2 separate regions of the Sus scrofa genome follow, and region 2 is linked to region 1. Evidence: chromatin contacts called from public targeted proximity ligation data. All regions are on one chromosome and are shown on one strand. The core of a region is the stretch at or near the end of the contact, and the rest is flanking DNA. Distances in the headings are between cores, read along the strand shown. Region 1 overlaps SLC8A1 (sodium/calcium exchanger 1). Region 2 overlaps SLC8A1 (sodium/calcium exchanger 1).

The links.
Region 2: a contact with region 1 is called in a targeted proximity ligation map of alveolar macrophages. A contact is called at or near these places in 2 of 47 Hi-C or Micro-C datasets (both in embryonic fibroblasts) and 1 of 2 datasets of targeted methods (alveolar macrophages).

The regions. Positions count from the first base shown.
Region 1 is chr3:99,954,552-99,961,782 of Sscrofa11.1, reverse strand. The region is part of intron 3 of SLC8A1 (sodium/calcium exchanger 1); the gene reads right to left. Among named protein-coding and RNA genes, the nearest start is that of SLC8A1, 130 kb to the right of the region's middle.
Region 2 is chr3:100,120,159-100,127,127 of Sscrofa11.1, reverse strand. All of the region lies in intron 3 of SLC8A1 (sodium/calcium exchanger 1), which reads right to left. Among named protein-coding and RNA genes, the nearest start is that of SLC8A1, 300 kb to the right of the region's middle.

The DNA.
Region 1 (7,231 bases), core at 4,638-7,137:
AAATCAATAATTTATGTGTTTACAGTTACCTGAGGATACAGTATTCACACATGATTAACTGCCCACTTCACTTTTCACCTAGATATGCATGGCCACAAAAATATTTCTTCACTCTTGGACTTAATCACACCATTTCAAGAATCCGCAGTTCCCGTCGTGGCTCAGTGGAAACAATCTGACTAGTATCCATGAGAACACAGGGTTCCATCCTGGTGTCACTTAGCAGGTTAAGGATCCAGCTTTGCCACATGACCTGAGGTCACAGACAAGGGTCACATCTGACTTTGCTATGACTAGGGTATAGGCCTGTGGCTACAGCTCAGATTAGACCCTAAGCCTGAGAAACTCCATAGGCCAAGGGTGCAGCCCTAAAAAGCCAAAAAAAAAAAAAAGAAAAAAAAAAGAATGCCTTCAGTGGGGAAGATCTCTTTGGGAATGATCCTTCTTACGTAGATAGTGTTTAAGCTTGTTTTTCCATTTATCTAATGACCTGTCCATCCCTACATTTACATCATAAACATGTCACTCATTTGCCTTGCATTTGAGAGTCTAAAAATTGCTTTATGATATTTAAAAAAAATAGATTTTGGAGCCAGGGAACCAGAGATTCATTCTTTCCCAGTACATTACAAGCTCCATAAAAACGGGTAATGGATATGCCTCTTTTACAGTTTATATTTCCTTTTTGTCAAATGAAGGTAAAAGAGCACCTGTCCCATATGAGCACTGTTAAATGGACTAATACACATATATACTTAGAGCAACTTATGGGAAGCACCCAATAAATGCTAGCTTTCAGTTTCATTATTATTACAGTTGCCAGTGCTTCTTCAAATAGTTTTGGCACATACGAGTCATAAAATAAATGTTTATGTGGTGCAAGTTAAATGAGTCCCAGTTTTGCCAATATGGGATCTGGGGGGAAGTTACTTCGTCAGAAAAATAAATATAAAACCCACAATAATGAAAATGGTCTCACAAAGCTGTTATGAAGATCAAATGGAATAATAAACGTCAGAAAGGCTTTATAAATTATAAAGTGTGGAATAAATGTTAATTGTCATGTTTATTCCCTAGTTTTATCCTCACCAGATACACTCTTGTGCAGATGTGATGATCTTCATTATATAGATGAGACAACAGGTTTACCGAGGATTATGCAACTTGCTCAAGGTCATTTGGATGGGATGTAGGACTACTAGAACCAAAAAATTAGGTCTTTTTTTTGTCCCTGAATTCCAGTATCTTTTTCATTATTCATAAGTGCTTCATACAGAACTATGATCTCTCCAGAACATTATTTCCGTGTATTGTTAGGCTTGTTTTTAAAAAATAAATGGCATTGATAATGTTGATTAAAATGTAGTTTTCATTTTAGGCATATTTTGTCATTGCCAAGGAATTAAAAAAAAAAAAAGAGCGTGGAGGAAATCCAATGACAGTAATTAACAAGTTTAATCAATCTAAAGTCCTCTTAAAAGGACTTCATCTGTCAGTTTGAGGTTACACACATTAAAATCAAACGTCTTGCGATTCCACCAGAATTAACCTTTGGGATCCGATTTTCAAGGGTTTGAAGGTGGTCAAAGAAGACAGATGAATTACCATGATTCTAGGTGATTTCATAGGGATTTTTCAGAAAACCAAACTGGTAGAATGGTAAGGCTTTACTGCAGAGCCAAGCCCTCTGCTATCGTGCTGGCCCCCAGACACAAGCTTTCATAGGGTAAAAGCACATACCAATTCTCACTTAACCAAGCAGATGATACCACATAAGATCAACAGTCCCAGCTCTCTCACCTGGTTTGGCTTCTGAGATGCTACTTCTGGCATACTTGGTTCCTCCTCCTAGTCTCTGCCTCCATTTACTTCCTGGGACATCAAATGTTGAGTCTATAGCTCAGTCTCCTGTCTGTGTCTTCCAGACAACCTTGAGTTTCCTGTCTTTGACCCTGGCTTACCTTCTCTGACATTACACTGTTAACAACTCTAACATCCAGCTCTAACCTTGGCTTTTCCCTTTGCATTCATACTACCCACATGTCCCCTCTTCCTTTACTGACTTTTTTTTTTTTTTTTCACTACACCTGTAGCATGTGGAAGTTCCTGGGCAAGGGATCAAATCCATACCACAGCAGTGTCCTAAGCCACAGTAGTCACAACACCAGATCCTCAACCTATTGTGTCACCAGGGAACTCTTACGGTTTCTTGACATAGCAGTCCAGCCCCATTTCTGTCCCTGCTCTATTGATTTCTGATCAGTATTGGTAATGGCTTCTTCCAATGGAAATGCAATTTACCGAATTGCTCAGTAAGTCTTTCCCTTATCCTGTTGGAAACCACCCACCCACTCTCAATTAAGGCAAATGGATGTATGCTATCAGTCTGTGCCACTCTGCCATAATTGTTCACCATCTCATCTAGACGCCTCTAGATTATCTATGACATCTAAACATGCAGGTCCAAACTGGAATTGAATACTCAAGTTGTGATACACTTAATACTAAGAGTAGGGAGATGAGGACATCTAAAGATCTGGATACATTACTTCTGCTAAGATGCAGTCTATGGTTACACCAGCTTTGTTCACAGACACATTACACCACTGACTCACATGAAGCTTGGAGGCAACAAAAACCCCATATCCTGTTTACAGGAACTGGTGTCAAGCCAGGTTCCCCACTTCCTTATTAGGCACTTGGAGATTTTTCAAGACCCAAAATTCAGATCCTTATATTGGTCCCAACTTCGTCCTAAAATCTATGTAATATTACTTAAACATTACTTATTAATACACTAGTTGTTATAGGAATATAACCTAATTAATGTTAATATTCTGACACTGAATTTTGTTGGGAAGAAGTAGGATGTGCCAGTTCCAGGATAATCCTCTTCCTTTTTTATTAAACTTGAGAAACATTTTCTATTATTACTGTTCTTACCACCCTCACATTGTCATCATGGAAGATGGTTGTTACAGCTGTGTCTGCCACCTCCACCTCAGGGAGAGAACAACTACGTGACAACCATTAGCTGAGGACATAAAGCATTAAGCTGGGAACAGAAGGATCAGCACATAATCTCTTAATTATTAATGTGCATGAGCTTCAAGAGCTTCATTTTAAGAAAAAACAGATCGTCTTGGCAATGCTATATCTTAGGGCTTTGACTTATTTTCCAGCCATCAGTTCTCTTGGGATATTTCACTCTACTCCCATCAAATCTCACTTGATTAAGTAATGCTTATTGGGTCATGGCTTAGCCAGCCTCACAGCCTCTGTTCTTCTATCTCTGGCTTATCAATATGTGTCAACACCAATACCATGGAATAGGCCGGAAACAAAATCCTGGCCAGTCCATTTGAATTCTCTTTAGCAGCTCTTATAAATGTCTTTCCAGCTAAATTGTAGAGCCATTGACTGGAGCCAATCTGGGGAGTCAGCTGTGGGTTAAGCTTGGCAGCATATTTTGTGAGCTGAATACCATGAGAAGGAATTTTTCTTTATTTGCTGATGGGGTAGAAAAGGAATGAGGCAAACCACTGGTTAGAAACATGAAAGAAATAGTTTGAAATTTTCCCTTTGGTTTGTATCTTTGTGATATATGTTTAAGGATAAAGCTCTATGAAATAAAGACCACAAAGAGGTAAAAAAGTTGAGATAACCATTAAACTTTATGGGATGCCTGGCAGTCTTAGAAAATATGTCATGGAGAGATATGGTATTCTAACAGCTGCACATTTATAAATTCTGGATGTTAAGTCTGGGCAACAGACTCAACAGCAATATAATACATATTAAAATTAAGAAAAAAGGCTTCTTTCCTCTGTGCTTATCACTGAGTCACTGCATGGGCAGGAATGATAAATCTTTCAGAGTTAGTTCTAGAACCAGAGCATAGGTGGGTGAGTTCTTGAGGTTCAGACATGTTCCCACAGGTTAAACAGAGGACAGGACACCGGATCCATAAGAAATCAATTTGCATTTCCAGCTTTCCTTCCAGCACACCCTCCCTGCTAACAACTTCTCTCCAAGAGGCTCTCAAATGTCTCTTTTCTCTTTTCCCCTTCATTTCACCTCAAACTCCTGAGAAGGCTTCACTGGCCTCCTGTTGTTTTTGAAGCGACTTTGCTTTTTCCTATATAATTAACAGCCTAAACTATTTCTGAGTCAAACACAATCTCCGGGTGAAAATTGTATGCCTTAGGTATCTTATCAGACTAACTCGAGCTTCTTGCTAAAGTGTGTTGAACTCTGATAGAGTAACAAAATACGTTCAATTTACAAAGTACCCTGATCCTATAAATATGTTCCAATGGAAGCAAAGAAAGCCTGCATTCTATTCTTGGTCAGTATTTCAAGAAATTAATTCGAACTTCGGTGTTTTACAATTTACAAAACACTTGCACACTTGTCTTCTTTATTTAATTACGACAACTTCGCTACTAACAACATTATTAAGGCTGTCCTACAATTATCATTTCCACTTTACAAATTAAAGAAATGGAGAGTCAGAGAAGTTAAACTTGATAGATTAAGGAATTTAATCCCAATACTTAAATGATACAAAATTCAGGGCATTTTACCTAGTCTTTTCGCTTAACACACTAGGAGTCATTTGCAATCACTCCTAAGAGTTCCACCTAAATATCATTTTCTGACTTGAGAGAAGTAAAACTCTCTGTCCTTCCTCTGCTCCAAGTTTCAGATAAATTTGTTGCAAGGGGGTAACAGTTGGAAAAGATCTCTTTTTGGCCAAATTGTGCCCAAGGTTCAAGGATTTCTAAGTATGATACTAGTGGTCCCTCAGCTCCACTTCTGAAATGGGTCCAGTTTACTTCATTTCAGGCTCTTTGCCCAAGCATTTGGAGCTCAAGCATAGACTTGTATTTTCTTTTCTTCTTCTTTTTTTTTTAAATTATAGTTTATTTACAACGTTAAGCCACTTTCTGTGGTACAGCAAAGTGACCTAGTCTCTCACACACACACACACACACACACACACACACACACACACACACACACACATATATACACTCTTTTTCTCATATTATCTCCCATCATGCTCTATCTCAAGGATTGGATACAGTTCCCTGTGCTGTACAGCAGGACCTCATTGTTCATCCACTCTAAATGGAATAGTTTGCATCTACTAACCCCAAACTCCCAGTCTATCCCACTCCCTCGCCCTCCCCCTTGGCAACCACAAGTCTGTTCTCTACATAGACTTAAAATTTCCTTCCAATCTAGAGATCAGCTTTTAAAAAAATGGAAAAAAACTTCTCAAAATAAATTGCTACATATTAGCATCATAACTTCAGAAATAGGGAGGGATTAGGGGTGAAAAAATAAGAGGGAAAAGAGAAAAAGCTCAGGACTGCCCTGTCAGCTATCATGGACCTGACCAGTCATACATAGTTTTCAGTAACTCTGAACATGGGTTTGGAGCCTGGCAAAGGCTGACTTCAATTTGATCAAGCCCCAGTTTCCCAAGTCCTAAAAGAAAACATGAAAATAATATCTTTTACCTCCTATGATTTTTGTGAGAACTGAATGAGATCATGAAAGTAAAGAACTTGCACATAGTAAATGCTCAATAAATCCTAGCTCTTTTTATTATTATGAGATGTTATCTGATTCTGGAGATGGAACAAACAGAGACAAATGTATTTCAAGAAGGACTGTGAAAGAATGAAAGGATAAATTATATTTTTTTTGTGATGGGGTGTGTAAAACTGTCTCCATGCAGAGTTGACCCTATTCTGTGGAAACACCGTCTCTGGCAAGCAGTTTCTGAGCATGTGACATCGCTGGTTCCTCTGTTGCCATAGCAGCAGCCCTGCAGCCAGACAACACAGTTTTACAACAGAACAAGGGCCAGAGTCGGTCTCTCAGGCAGTCACGGAGAACCAAAAGCAGGGCTATATTCGTACATGAAATCAGGAGGCAATGTCTTAGCCATTCCTTAATTTATAAGCATTGTTTATTCTCTTTGGAGCAAATTCAATGCTTTTTCAAGGCATGTATGGCTGCAAAAGCCAAGTAATTTTTTAAAAAGAAGAAAATTACAATAAGCCCCTCTTAATGCAGGAAGGATTAGAAAGATTGCTACTAGTAATCAAGAAATGTTTATAATAATCACATTTACCCCAGACTTTCATCTATGAATCTAAACAGAAAGCTTTAATCCTACAGACTGTAGGCTGATGCCATGGCTATATATGGTCACAGAACTCCTAAAGGGAAGAAAAAGGAAAAGAAGGAGGAAAAAACCTCAGATGCTATGTCTTTTATAATTTGTATATATATTCTATCACAGGGATTTGTTAACCTTGGCCAAATTTACAAGTAAGATTCATTAATCAGCTTTATCCAAGTACATGTAACACTTTCCAATTTAAGAAGCCACAAAGTCCCCTCCCTTTGGGAAATCACACTGTTTATCATGCTGTATTTTCTTCACAGATAAAACTGCTAGGGCAAACATCAAAAGACAGCTGAATTCCATATTCTGTGGGCTTGACGGCCCCAGAGAGGGCAAGGCATATTAATTTTTCGTGTAGCCAACTTTGAAGAACACTCTCTCACTTTTAAAATTTTTCTTCCTTTCTCTCTACCTCTTCTGACCTTCAGGTTCGAAAGGATACTTCTTGGAAGTGTTCAAATATTCTCGGAAATGGCAGATTTTCCCACATTCCTTCTGGGATGAAGGCACTTCCACAAAAAGACTGGGTTCTAGGGATTCCTGCTGAAGACACTTCCTCCTTTGCAGTGAGAGCCATTGTTTATAGGATGTTTTGTTGTTTTGTTCATTTCCCCAGTGTAACAATGGAAAGTCATTATCTCCGGCTTTTGATCATAACATAGGAAGGGATAGCAAACTGCCTCACCTACTAGTGAATGGAAGAGAAATCCCAGGTGGCTTATGGGGAGCGGTGTCCAAGGAATACAAAGGAGAAAGGATATTAAAGGGAGAAATGGAATTCTTATAAAATACCAACATCAGCCTGAATTGTTTCCATTAAAACTCACCCAACCTGCTTGGAAAAAAAAAGTTTGTCATCAACTTTAAACTAAAGAAGGAAGCCCAGAAATGTCAGTATGCTTATAATCATGAACATAATTATTACTTTTTTTTTTTTTTTTTTTTTTTTTTTTTTGCTTTGAAGGATATCTCTTTAAAAAGCTGTGGTGATTAGATTTTGTGTTTTTACAACACCGAGTTTTTAAA
Region 2 (6,969 bases), core at 43-2,542, 170 kb before region 1:
CAGAGCCCACTGCAGAAGAGATAAGTTGCCTCATTTTGAATAGGTTAGACAAGATTTGTGCAATACAAACACAATGTAAGCCACATATATGAATTTTTAAAAAGGTAAAATGAAAAGGAAAAATTAATTTTAATAACATATTTTGTATATCCAATATATCTGAAATATCATCTTAACAGAATCAATCTATTTAATACAACAAGGTAAAATTTGTTGAGGTATTTTTAATTCTTTGCTCTTACTAAACCTTTGAAATCTCAGCTGTACTTTATACACACATGACATTTCTTAATGTGGATTAGCACATACGGCTTATAGCTGGCATATTGGACAGTTCAGGATTGAGCGGTGGAATCTGCTTCCCCACTTACTTTCCATTGTTCACACTCACAATCTTTTTTAAGAGTTTAGGGCTTCACTTTTCACATCTGGGCATTAGCTGAATATACAGCCATCGGTACTGGTGAATTAGCCTAAAGATAAAAAGAATAACAGCCAGCCTGCTCCCTATTAAGGAAAACCATTCCTATTGAAAAACATAATTTTTTTAGGTCTAAAAAGTGCTAGGGGCAGAACAAGGTCCAAATGTTTAGCCTGTTGACCCATTTTGAGATAAGTGATTGCAGAATGCTTCAAGCACCTTTAGGCATGATGTGGAAGTTTTGAATTTGAATACATCTTCTCCAGAATTTTGTCAACTTTCTGCTTCAGTTGTGCTGTTTATAACTGACTCATGGGTACAGTGATAACCTTTCCCTCCCTAGAACTAGGAAAACATGACCTGGCAAAGGAATGGATTGCACTTGTATGATCTGCTGATAGAAACATTCTCACTGAGACATGGAAATTAAGTAGAATTAATGAAAAGATTTCAATGAAGAAAATAAGATTATAGAAAATCAGGTTGTTTTCGGAGACTACACCAAATGTAGGGAGAATAAATCATTATGATTCTCCTTTGCAATGATAAAGGGACCGACAAAAGCATTGAGGTTATGAAAAACCAACAAAGAACCGCTTAGACTGTGTCCTCACCTGGTTTCTGGAACAACAATGTAAATTGGCCTGTGTTTTTACAAATCCCAGATTTGTGAAAAATTACCGAATTTTAGTCTGAAAATCAGGGTATCTGCCACTTTCCTCAACATCTATCTACTTCTAGAATCAAAAGATGTCACTTCATCACCTTGAGGCATTTATTTTAATCTGTCCTGAATGTAATTATTCGATCAAGCTATTGTCACAAAATCCTATTAGCTCAAGCAGTGATTGCATTATTCACTTCTTACTCATGCCTTGATTTCAATGCTTATTAAATGCAGGTTTCAGTCAGCCAAAATGAAAGACAAATCTTAAGGATTCTTACATCTTTTTGATTTTAGGGATTATTTCCTACTTGATCTCATGAATAGTGGTCTCAAAGGAAGACTATGTTGGAGTTCCTTATAATGATGTATATGTAGGCATAAGAAATTCAGAGGTGGCTTGAAGGTTTTAACAAAAATTAAGAATAAAACTCATCAAATGACTCAAATGCTTCCTGTGATTATCCTAAAAGGCAATCATCAAAAGCATGAGTGTCAGAAACAGTGAATTAAGTATGAGGGCTTAGAATAAAATGTCAGAGGCAAAAGGGTAGAGCACCCTTTTCACCGCTAGAAACCAAACGGTTGAGGGAAATTTAAAGGAAGAGGAAAATCAGGCATATTCCTGAAGCAGAGCTCCTCACAAGGAAGTGAGCATTATGTAACATGACTGTGGTCTTCTTAAGAGCCCAGTGTTCATGGTTATTAGGTTGTCATTGTTGTTGTTGTTTTAGGGCCACATCTATGCATATGGAAGTTCCTAGGCTAGAGGCTGAATCAGAGCTACAGCTGCTGGCCTACACCACAGCCACAGCAATATTCATTTGCAACTTACACCACAGCCTGCAGCAACACCAGATCATTAACCTACTGCAACCTCATGGGTACTAGTCAGATTCTTAACCTGCTGAGCCACAGTGGGAACTGCCCCATTGTTATTTTTTTCATGGATTCCTTTAGGAGGCACTACATCACTGAAGCTCATGATGGCACACAATGTGGATTCAGGTAGAAAAAACATGAGCCTTAAAGATTCTGAACTACAAAGTGGTGCAGAGTTGCTGAGCTGTGAAAGGAGGAAGTTTGAACATAGCCATTTTTTTTCCAAGTGTATTTCCCTTATTATGTGTGAAAAAGAGTAAGGAAAAATCTAATTAAGACTAACAGTCTCTCGGAGTTCCCTTTTTGGCGCAGTGGCTAAGGAATCTGACTAGTACCCATGAGGTTGCAGGTTCGACCCCTGGCCTTGCTCAGTGGGTTAAGGATCTGCCGTTGCTGTGAGCTGTGGTGTAGGTCGCAGACGCAGCTTGGATCCCATGTTGCTGTGGCTTTGGAGTAGGCCGGCGGCTGCAGCTCCGTTTAGACCCCTAGCCTGGAAACCTCCACATGCCACGGGAGTGGCCGTAGAAAAAGGCAAAAAGACAAACAAACAAACAAACAAACAAAAAAAAAGACTAACAGTCTCTCTCTCTAAGTATAAAATAACACTTTTAGGTGATGAGAAAGCACTGTGTCATAGTTACTTGTGGGCATTGTTTATTTGTTCCTGGTACATAAAATAATGACATGTACAACTAATGATGTCTGAAGTTCATTTAAAGATGATACTGACTCCTACCACCCCCTTAATTTCCTAGGACTTTTTTCCCACCAAGAGATATGTTCCATCCAATGGAAGCCGTCTTCAGATGGCCAACCACTTTCTAATTATTCCTCAGGGTGTGGGATATCACCTATCTATGCAAAGAATGCTCTTGGAGAGAGTGTTGGGGGGAGGGAGAGGAATGTTAGCTCCCTGAATGACAAGACATTGGATGATTTTTGTCTACAACTTTCTCACTTTTCCTACACAAATGACAATATTCTACATGAATAAGCTCTACAGAAATCATGATTACAGTTTCTTAAGCTCCAAAAGTGATCTGCGTTAAGACACACAATCTCTTTTTCTGGGTTTTCCAACTTGCTTACTTGAAATGACTTTAAATGCTACACAAAATAAATTATATTTATATACTTAAGAAATCCACTTTACTAAAAAGATGGAAAGAACATAAAATGATTTCTTGAGAAAATATGAGGCATGAAGTCCCCAAGTTTCTAAATTAGAATGTGGGAATCATGCCTTCTGGAATGTTTGGTTTAATCATCTATAGGGCCAGACCTAGAAAAATGTGTTAAGGTAGTAAAACATAACCTTTCCTCCCCTCATCCTTTTTAAAGCATACTTAGGGTGCTGCTCATCTGAGTTCCCACTAGTTGCAAATTATTTTATTTGGTGGGTTTCCTAAAACATGGCCCTAGAACACATGCTAGGTCTCTTCTCAAAGGATGCTGCAGCTTTTTGAAACTCGCCAGATGGAAGTAACCTTAAAGTTGATGAACCAGACCTCCTTCATAGCCAACATCACTGGAGGGACTGCCTTTCTCCCTTTAATCCAAGTTATCCAAGAGAACTGTTATAAATGTGTGTCTCTACCTCCAGTACCCACAGGGATGAGATGGCAGCTCGAAGGAAGAAAGAAGGAGCAGAAGTGAGAAAGTACTAGTATCTGTCTTATAGAAAGAACCCAAGTTACGCCTCAAGACAGTGAATATTGAAGCAATTCATAAAATTGTCTTCTGGGTCTCTCACTTTCTAGTTATATACCTCTTTTCTTAGTCAAGGTTTCAAAGGCTCACCTCTTCTCTTCTTTTTGGCAAGCACAGATCATTTACAATCTCTTCTAGGAATCACTTGGTACTTATATGCCAATCGGAGTAAACTTGAAGTCAACTGAATATTCCTTGGATGTTAATCTTTCAGGTACCACTGGGCAGGAAAGGGAGGGGACAGAGAGAGATCCTGGCAAGACTGGTAGCTTGCCTGGGAATGCAACAGAAACCCTCCTTTTTTCTGGGTATCCCTGGGATTTTGGTTACTATTTTTATGGAAGTGAAATTATATAGAGGACAGCAGTTTTCTCTTTGGCACATCACTCAATCAGCTCTGTTTTGAAGGTCCAATAAATGTGGACAAATTTAGGTGTGAGAAGAATCCTTGGGGCCTTCAGCCTCTTCTTCCCTGGTGGAAAGCAAACAAGAGTTGAGATGAAAAAGCAGAGGGCAATGAAAGCCTTCTACCCTGTCCTATATCCAGGCTTAAATGTTCCTTAAAGAATTCAGAACTCCGAGCACTAAATGCATGCTCACTTTTGAGGGGAAAAAAATCAGGGGATGTCAAATTTGGGATGCCTTTGAGACTGTTCATTCCAGAGGTGAATGCTTCCCTGCTTCCCTCCCACACCCATGCCAGATACTATTCATTTATTCATTCATTTACCAATTATTTACACATACCAATTATGTGTTAGACTGTTCTTGGGACTGGATTTTGATCAATGAAACAAGAGCAGAAAAAAAAATGCTTGCCCTCTTCTTGAGGTGAGACCGATGTATACCATGTATATACATAATTTAAATATGTAATATGCTAGAGATACTTTGGGAAAAATAAGGAGAGTTAGGGAGATGAGGAGTGCTAGAGAGAGAGTGGCAGTTGTCATTTAAATAAGATGGTCAAGGTAGGCCTAATTGAGAATGTGGCATTTAAGAAAAAGCTTCACAAAATGAGGGAATTAGCCATCCATATTTTTTGGGGGGAGGGAGGCAGAGGTGAAGACAGTCAAGTCAGTGCATATGGGTCCTAAGGCAGCAGCATCCCAGTCTTGCTTATGGTTTAAGGAAGCTACTCTGGCTGGAGATAGTGATCCAGGAAGAAAGGGAGGGTAGAAAGAAGAGTGGAGGGAAAAGGGTGGTTTAAGTGGGCCATGGTGACTCTCTAAAGGACTTTGGTTCAGAGCAAAATGGGGAGAAATGTTCTGAGCGGAGAAGAGATATAACTTGACTTAAGCTTTCGAGGATAACTCTGGCTACTCTGTTGAGTATAGACTGTAGAGTAGAGATAAGCATGGAACCAGGAGACTACTGCAGTTCCAGGCAAAAGATGATAGTGTCTCAGAACAGAATAGTAACGTTTAGGAAAGGCACAGTGTAGAGCTGTAGATGCTGGTAGATGGGTGGATGTGGTGGTGGGACCGTATATCTGAAAGGAGAAAAGGCTTCATCAAAATAGCTTAGGATAGTAGGAGGGGTAATGACTAGGGAAATACAGATTGCCTGGTGGCTTCATCTAGCATTTACTACTCACTGTTGTTGTCTTTCCCCTAGGTTTCAAAATCTCCTTCTACCCAGAGCTCCAGGTAGTTTTACTGATTGATCCAGGTTAGCAGCTGGGAAAACGTGTACTTGCCAGTTCTGATTTGATCTAACCTACTCCTTTGGTAAACAGAGGTCCAGAACATTCACATTTCTTTCTTTTTCTTCCTTTTTTTTATGGCCATAACCACAGCATATGGAAGTTCCTAGGCTGGGGGTTGAATCAGAGCTGTAGTAGAGGCCTACGCCACAGCTACTGCAACACTGGATTCTTAACACACTGAGCAAGGCCAGGGATTGAATCAGCATCATTACAGAGAAAATGTTGGGTCCTTAACCCTCAAAGCCACAGTAGGAACTCCCTAGGATATCTCTTTTTACATTCCCATCTTTGAGGAGAGTTCAAATTGCCAATTACTGACTAGCTAGTGCTCTAGTAAGGAAAACAACTAGGATGCCTATCTAAATATCATGCACCAAGAGGACATGATGACTAAGGCTCTGGGGAATTCACACTATACGATAAAGGCACGAAGCTGCAGCTGAGTGTCTGAAACATGAGCTCTGTTAATGCAGCAGGAAGAAGATACCTACTCATTTCATTTCCACTTAACTTTTAGTTCTTTGTGTTCCAGCTCAAGGTTATATCTTTTTCACCTACCAACTTCATTTTTCAAAAAATTCCAGGGAGATCAACAGGGTTTTTCTTTTAAATAGACTGGCATGACTTTTCAACTGAACCCAACAGTATCACAACTAATTTCAAGAAATTGAGGAGACAATTAAGAATGTTAGTCACTGCTGAATGTGGGGTGTATGCTTGCTTCTGCAATTTAAAGAAAAAGGTCCTTTAAGTCATCTTGAAAAAACTCTTGCTGTAAAACGAAAGTTGGAGGAGATGTAAATCTGAAAATGCAAATGACTTCCACGTTTCACCAACAATTTAGTAGTATAATGAATGTTGAGTAATCGAAACATTTATTGTCACTTCTGCACCCACACTGGGAATTGGTTTCTGACCTTTAGACACCCCACTCTTCTGAACTGCTTCTCTTGTGCTCCCTTCTTACTCTCCTTCCCACTCAGTTTCCTTCTTGGAAGGCTTGTTGACCTTTACCATCCTTCCTCTCTCTTACCTGATCATAGTCAGCTCATCATTCCATCCTTTATGTCAATTACAGCTTCTTAGAATGTACAAGTTTAGAAGGACCATTAAGGCCATGAGGTCACACAATTATAAACTGATGACTGGGGTTAGCTGCCATATGACAGGTCCTTGTTAGATTTTATCAAGAACTTCATTTTCAAGTGGTTTATCTACTTTGGAAAAATTAGGCCATTCTTAACTGGATTGTTTCATTGTCTTTCTGGTCTACAAATAATTATTATATCAAGTGAAAGAATAAAATAAATACCCTTGACTGAGGACCTACTCTGAAGCACGGAGCTAGTGGGAGTCTCTCTAATCATCTCACAACAACCATCCTAGCCTTGTCACATTTCACTTTTTTAATTGTAGATATACATTAGATCTTCAATTCATGTAAACTGGCAACTCTAAAATATAGTAGTTTGTCCTACTACTGAAACCTACGGTTGGGCCTTTCCAATAGATGGCTAATAATGTGGATCTGAGGTTTACCACAAATGTTGGGGCCAAAGAGATAGATGGGAAAATAATCAATGC